Regions from separate parts of the Anas platyrhynchos genome. Here region 2 is linked to region 1. The links are chromatin contacts, called in public Hi-C maps. All regions are on one chromosome and are shown on one strand. Each heading gives the region's core, a stretch centred on a gene start, on an enhancer-like site or on the middle of the called end of the contact. The rest is flanking DNA. Distances are from core to core; before and after follow the strand shown.

Region 1 (3,839 bases), core at 492-2,991:
AATGTGGAAGGAGTCCAGAGCTCAGTCTCCCTTAAATCTGATGGATAAAGCCCTAAGCCCTTGAATGCTCATCCCTTGTAATGTCATTTTTAAACTTCTGTTGTAAAATCCTGCACGAAAACACGGAGTAACCTGTGCTGATGGGCACGGAGCGGCGGGGAGCTTTGTTCACCTGCTGCCCCGCCACAGGTCACCTGCTTGGGAAACCGTCCCACCCGGCTCAGGCAGCCAACGTGGAGAAACAGGATTTCTTACAGAAAGCCCGGCTTACCTTCACAGATCTCTTTCAAGCAGGTAACAATTTTATGGCAGCACGATTTTGTAAGTGCAGCTTTCTGGATATTTCTGGTTTCATGTGACCGGTAGGGAGGTGTTTTTTTTTCTTTTTCTTTTTTTTTTTTTTGTTTTTGCCTTTTTGTGACTGACTCATAGACACTTGAAGATATGTTCTTTAAAACAAAGGGTCCTTTAATCATGGGCAAGAACCTTATTTATGGCTGCAAGTGGCATTTAAGAGCAGAGTGACAGCTCAAATACTTGGCTTAGTTACAAAATCTGAACAGCGCTGAGGACATTAGGAGGATGTCTTCTAGACAGTTTAAAATGGAGAAAGATACAGTGATTTCTTATTTTGAAGTGCTGACATTTCCCATATGTTCTTCAGTGAATATGAGCTTGAAATCAACTTTACTTTGACACTGGAAGTTTGCCCAAGAAAGGTTTAAGAGCAACTCAGCAATATCCATGGCGTTTCACAGATCTTGATGAAGGGCATAAATTAGAAAGAAAAAAAAAAGAAAGAAAGAAAAAGAAAAAGAAAACATTTTAAATGATCTGTCTCAGAGTTTAATAACAGTGTGTTGTGGGATAATGTAGAAGGAATGCAGCAGAAACCTGAGACCTGATTGCTCCAGTCAAGTTAAGTGCGCTGCAGAAAGCACATGCTTGAGCTTCAGCTGTGCGGGTGCCCCGTCTGAGCCGCTGCAGGCTCATCCAATTAAAGGCTCAAGCAGCATTTCGGTACCGAAGCCTCAAGGCTGCCTTTTGCGAGGAGCCCTCCCTGTCGCTGCCTGCGCCTGGCAGTAACTGCATTCTGTGGGCCTCGTAGGTTTTGATGATTCTTTATGCAAGGCCCCTGGAAGCTGTTGCTGTGTCTGGTGTCTCTTTAGGATGCCTTCTGGAGATACCAAAGTGTAGGCAAGGGTGAACTTCAGGGGAGAGAGCTGCCAGTGGTTACTGGCAGCATAGACCATGGCAAACATGGTTTCTTTTATTGAGGGGGTGCCATGCTTGGTAACATTGATTCCTGCTGATAATCCTCAAACACACTTTGGTGATTACCCAAAACCTTTGGCGTTACCATCAGCCTTTTCAGATCACTTATATTAGAGGGGATTTGTGGTTAGTGAAGAACCTGAGTGTGCGCGTTCGTATTTGTGCCACTCTTGGTCATTGATGCGAATGAGTTCAAGAGTTTATTCCAATTTGGGGGCAGGGGAACGATGTAAAACACATCTGGCCAACCACAGAGAGTCCCGGTGCTTCGGCGTGTACCCACCACGTGAGATAAGGGTATTACTCAGATGGAAAGCAGCTCAAGAGCCTTCTGCAGAAATACGCCCCATTAAGTCTCTTACCAAGGAATTTTAAAAGAGAAATAAGAGCTTCCCAGTAGGTCTCTCACATGCCGTATCCTCCTCGCTCTCCTCCCTGCTTATTTGGGGCAGTGTTGCCAGGCAAAGATGAAAGTGGGAGAGCCAGCCCCAGCCTGGTCAGCTGCCAAGCGGCGGGGGCCTCTGACTCAGAGCCCGGGTAGTCAGAGAAGTAATTAAAATTCTCCCTGTGCTCAGTTACATTTGTGTAAATCTGTGCAGTCGAATCCTTAAAACAAAGTGAGATGACTGCATGGGACATAAACGCAGCCGGGCCCTGGAGAAACAGGGCCGCAGCCTCAGCTAATCAGCTGGACTTCGCAAGATTTCGGCTTGGATTGGCTTGGTTTGGTTGCATTTGGTGGTAAGCCTTCTCCCACCTCTGGTTTTCGAAACATGAGGCACTGAGATATGTTACATGGGTGTGCCACAGGATGGAAGTCCTGTCCTGCACCTCCCTGTCCTCCTGCCAGCGGGACGGGGAGGTGGTGAGAAGGTGCTTAAGGGAAGGAAGTGGACGAAGAGCAGCAAGGACTTCTGACTCACAGGTCACCTTGTCCTGCCGCCTGGGAAGGATAAGATGAGCAGTGGCCTCGCAGCTGCAGTCAGCAGAGAGGATCTCTCCATCTCGAGGTGGCACCCGGGGCAAGCCCAATGCGATCCCGAGCAGTGGAGAGGAAACGGGCAAAGCACAAATGTGTGTGGAGATTATTTTAACCAGCGTATAGCTACGGTGTCAGCATCTGACAAAAACTGACCATACAGTGGCCTGAAGTCAGGCTTGTTTTGAGTTAAAAGAGCCGTGAGGGAAGTAGGCTGGTATTTCTGAGCAAGCAGTACTGCTGCGCTCTAGCAGATGTCCTGCCTGGGTGTGCAGCAGCACTTCCTGGCTCCTGCACCCATCTGCAGGAGAGCCCAGCAGCCTGCTGGCACGCGGGAGGCACTAGGGGACAGGGAACGATGCAGCAGGCAGGGATGGTGTTTTATTCAAGTTGGTGATGACTGGGAATTACCTCCTGTGCCTTTGCTTGTTTGGCTGCTTTTCCATTTTGTCCTTGCTCCAACTGAGCACTTGTTCACTTGCTGCACACCTGGCTGTGTTAGTGCTTTCCGTGGTTTGCTCTCAGGGCAGAAATGAAGGAACCCCCGAGCACAAGGTACGAGCTGCCTCTTTCACCACCTCGAAGCTCTCTGTGCTCACTCAAGGCAGAGGGGGGAGTTTGTCCTTACCAAGACACAGCCCAGAGAGGCACTGTCACGCAAAATTGATCCCCCAAATCGATGAAATAGCGTGTGTGTTTGAAAAGGTGAGACATTTTCATGGTCTTGCTGGGACCAGAGCAGCAGTGCAATAACGTCCCACAGGTAGGTGTGTACAGCATACTGATTAACAAGCACTTTCTGTGATTGTCATGGTAATGTTGGCGAGTTAGTCATGGGAACTGCATGCAAGGTTTGATTACTTCATAACTAGAGGGTGAATTTGGAAGTGACCAATTTCTGCCATAAAAGACTAATCATAGTTTATGAAGTATTTATTTCTGTTGTACTAGAGAAATTTTGTGTTACTGGAACTGAACATGCTGGAGTTGGATTTCAGGTCGCTTTGACATGAACGTGTGCTTCAGCTCCTTGGGTAATTTGCCGCACTGGGAGAAAGCAGCAAACCTCTCGAGGGCTGAATTCTTCAGATTTCATTTTTATCCTTCCGCAGATCCTTAGAATTTGCACAAGATACACGCCAGAACAAGACACCATGACCTTTTCAGATGGCCTTACCCTAAACCGAACTCAGATGCACAATGCTGGATTTGGCCCACTGACCGACCTCGTGTTCACGTTTGCCAACCAGCTCCTGCCTTTGGAAATGGATGATACAGAAACCGGTCTCCTTAGTGCCATCTGCCTCATCTGTGGAGGTACCGTACTGCGCGAATCAAACACGATAAGTTCTTCATTTATGTTCTACTTGCTTAGCTTTCCTGTACTAAAACGTGTATATATGTGTATATATATATATATATAAAGATACATACGTACTATTATTATATATTAGATATAAGTTATCCACCACCACCTACACTAAAGATTTGTTTTCCACTGGTGATGGTTATTGTTTTTATTAGGGTTTTGAATGAATTGGATCAGACTGTCAGGCAGATGCCTCATACAGGACTACAGGATATA
Region 2 (3,839 bases), core at 849-3,348, 62 kb before region 1:
GAAGCCAGCTGTCCGTATCGCTTTTTTTTTTTTTTACTGACAAAAGTCCTCACAGCAAAGGCACTTCAGCTTTAGAGACTTCTGCCAAGTATCAGGGCTTGCACCTTGTCTGAGATAGCTGCTGGCAGCAGGAGCCTGTGCCATAGGCATGGCTCTGAAAATGACCTCGGCCGAGGCACCTTCGAGGCGACCTTGTGTGTGCGGCTTGTCCATTAGTGAGGGCTTGCAGCCTGGGCTTCTGATCCCCATAACCTCTACTTTGTCTAAGTTTTGTTGTTTTTTTGGTTTTTTTTTGTTTGTTTGTTTGTTTGTTTTTAATTGTGCTGTAGGAATCCCAAACTGTACGCGGCAAAAATCTGGGGGATATTTGTTGAACTTTTCAAATAACAGAAAGAGATCATTTGGGATTGGGCACCCCAACTATAGGCCAGATCATAAAGTGTAGTCTTTTGATGTTCTTGTTGAAAAAGTCCCTTTTTCATAGTAAAAGCAAACCTGAAGACATAGAGTGTTGATTTGGGGTTCGTGTTTGGTTTTTGTTTGTTTGTTTTTGCTTTCAAGGCTAAGTCACACCTTTTTTTTTTCTTTTAAGACCTAGACGGTCTTGTAGAGTTGAACTATAGCTTGATTAAAATTAAAGCTGGAAAAATGGTGATGAGGAACTAAATACAATAACTTACGTAACGCCGTGGTGTTAAGACAGATGTGTGCAGCTAGCGGGACGGGAGTGTTAAAAAGGGGACGCTAAAATGGAGGACATGTTCCCATAAGTACTTACGAAAATCCCAATAGCTATACTTAATCTGGAGCTATGGCAGCCTGTGTTTTAATGCAGGTATGCTGTGCTAACAAAAAACATTCCTTCCTGCACCTCAATGCATACCCAGCCCTGCGAGGAAGGGTTTCTGATAGCGGCTCGGATGTTGCAGGTCGGTAATTCAATGCAAGTTGATTAACATTTGGCGTGTTGTTTCCCCCGAGCCTTTTCCTCTTTCTTCCTGCCCTCAGCCCACTCGACCTCCGCGCAGCAAATCCGTCATAAATCCTGGCGCAGAGCAGCGATCGAGCACGGGGACGTCGATCACTGAAATCGTATCCCCACTCCTTTGCTTCTGTCGTTATCTTTGAAAGGGGGAAAATCAGGGTCTTCACGCAAAGCGGAGACTTTGTTTTTCGCCTTTTTTCTTGTCTCTGACCCGCACCTGTTGTGTATATGGTAAAAATATCTGGGCCGTATAACCCAGCAACAGTCCGCAGCCAGAGCCATGTGTGACCGGGTCAAACACACACTCGCTGGAGGGTCATGGCCAGGTTACTAAGTCAAGGCTGGCAAGGCTCCACCATAATGTTTTCTTTCTCTCGCGCTTTTCTTCCCCCTTGTCTGTCTTCCAAACAACGGTTTAAAAAAAAAAAAAAAAAAAAAAAAACTCGTAACAATGCAAACTATTTAAGCATGACAAATTCAAAGAGGTTTTTTATTAAAAAAAAAAAAAAAAAACAACGGGGCGGGGGTTGAGTCAACGCTATTTTGGATTTAATTTTATAGTATAGTTTTATGTGGCACATGAAAGAGAGAAATTTGTATTGAAACAATTGAGACCCACTTTCCCAGTTCCTGGCTCTTTCCTGGAAGATGATTAAAAGCAGACTTTTTTTTTTTTTCCAGACTAGACATAAAAATTAAATGATCTACAGTATATAGTTATTTTTTCAAATGTTTGGAGGCTTATAAATAACTTCTACAATCAAATGCACACATACAAGCAGCAGAGAATCTGGTTCTAATTACTTGTACTTTAGTTGAACTTTGGCGTTTCCTTTGACTTTCTGCCTAATGTATGTGAGCTGTGTGCCTTGCACTCCTGCAGTGAATTCATAAAAAAAAAAAAAAAAGGAAAAAAAAAAAAAAAGGAGGCAAAAAAATCCAGACTCTTGTTGGTGCCAACAAAAATGAGGGTTAACAGAATGTTTTGACCAAATGCAACACTTTGCTATTCACCCTAATTAGCTGAAATTGCTGCTTCCCACCAGGGACCCTGAGCTCAGTATTCACAATTCCCTTGAGGCGATCCAGGAAATGCCATTTGCTTTACAACTTCTTATTCTTTTAAGACTCCACTGTCCAAAGTGTGCATTAACATACAAGCTTAATAATCTAGGTTCCTAGTGAAACGAAAGGCATTTCATAATGCCTGCTTCTAGCTGGTCACCGAGTGAAATACCTCTATCTGTCAACATGGTTTAGCTGGCAGTAAATTAGCTCTCACAAAGCACGCTGTGCTTTTCAAGATCTTATCTGCTACTTTATCTAACCTTTCGAAGTATTTCAGACATCTTAGGAATTGTGAAGTGACCTATTGTTGGAGGGTCCCTGTGTGCTTAAGCAGCATTCAGGTGTCCTGTGACTGCGCTGAGGCTCTGTTTTCTCAGGTGAATCATGTCACATCCCGCGGGAAGAGACAGCAGGACCTTGAAAGGAGTTGCTTTGACTGACTTGTTCCTGAAATTTTAAGGCTACTTTACAAATTCCTTCTTGGAAATGTCAGCTGTGCCCGCCCGCCCTGTTTTATTTTAGCTTCCATGTGCAGGCCTGTGTAGATGAGAAGAGGCTCTGCTGCTGTTCTTCACCTGTGTGGTACAAAAACAGGGCTCTAAACCCAGGAAGCTTGAATGGCACTACTTACATTTTCAAATAAGGAGTTTAAAAGGCTAAATCCAAGGAAGACGAGTGAGGCAGAAGCTGGTCTAGGAGTGTAGGGCTTGCCTAACCTGAGTTGGAGCCTGCCCCAGAAAGCTGTCTGTGCATTGTGCCTATGAGCGAACATTCCCAAATGTGGTTTTCCTACAAAAACTCAACCTCTAGACAGCTGCTCATCCAACACAATTATTATATAGAATAGATTGAGCTCTTCCAGTAGTGTATATGTCTGAGTGTTTTGGGGAGGGTGTTTTGGTTTGTGCTGGCTTTTTTACTCACGCATATCTTTTACCATTGGCCAGAAAAAAAATTAAATCTGTAGTGGCATCTTCAGATCTTCAGTTGCTGCCTACTCTTTCTTCCTTCCTTTATGAACTGAGCTGGTTGCTTAACCTCTTCTGAGCATCCCAAGTTGCTGGTGCTTGGCCAGTGCGTGACAGAGCTGTGTTGTACATATGGCCTGCGGTGTGAACACTGCTGTTGGATGCTGGTGCTTGTGTCGAATGAAATCCGCAAAAATGCTGCAGTGTATCGGCATTATTCCTCAAAGACTGCTTTTCCCAAACCGAAATCAGGGAAGGATTGCAGGAGTGCAGTTGTTTTATTGAATGACACAACCTTGTTTTCCCATGGGAAGCCTAAAAACTGCCTTTCAGACTGACTGGAGAGTTGAATGAGCTAATACGAAACACATTGTCTGCTGGTATTAGAGTTTTAAAGCTAAAATTTTATCATTCCACAGGCTGATTGGAAGCCCCTGTAATACTTGTGCTAGCATGAAATAATGCGCAGGCTGTTTGAGGCCTCTCAAGGGCATTTGATGAATCTAACTTTAATTTAGAAGTACTAATAGATTATTGATTTAAGCAGGATGACTGTGCAGAAATCAATAATGGAGCACTCTGTGTCTCTCTTAAATACCAAAAATTACTACTGAGAAGAAATGATCATTCTCTCTTCTTTCTTCATTAAGAAAAAAACTTCATTAAAGTTTGCTTGATTCAGTAGGAAGCTGTAGATATTTGGTTTGTCAAGGTTCAGCATATTTAATGCTGAAACAGTTAAGTATAGTTCTGGACATTGTTTTAAAATCACAATTTATCGAGCCATACGTTATTTTGCTTTTCTGTTCTTTCACACA

What was found. Hi-C and Micro-C count contacts between places; a contact is called where the count stands out from the background.
Region 2: a Hi-C map of skeletal muscle shows a contact between it and region 1, with 4 times the contacts expected there. The contact joins two enhancer-like sites. A contact is called at or near these places in 2 of 8 Hi-C or Micro-C datasets (skeletal muscle and subcutaneous adipose tissue).

The regions. Positions count from the first base shown.
Region 1 is chr2:119,096,948-119,100,786 of IASCAAS_PekinDuck_T2T, reverse strand. It overlaps RARB (retinoic acid receptor beta), which reads left to right. Exons shown (of 10, transcript XM_072033461.1): 8 at 3,367-3,571. Among named protein-coding and RNA genes, the nearest start is that of TOP2B, 69 kb to the right of the region's middle. Within about 2 kb of position 1,741, at least 1 of the 8 cell types and tissues checked has an H3K27ac peak or open chromatin away from gene starts, as enhancers often do.
Region 2 is chr2:119,159,275-119,163,113 of IASCAAS_PekinDuck_T2T, reverse strand. All of the region lies in intron 3 of RARB (retinoic acid receptor beta), which reads left to right. Among named protein-coding and RNA genes, the nearest start is that of TOP2B, 130 kb to the right of the region's middle. Within about 2 kb of position 2,098, at least 1 of the 8 cell types and tissues checked has an H3K27ac peak or open chromatin away from gene starts, as enhancers often do.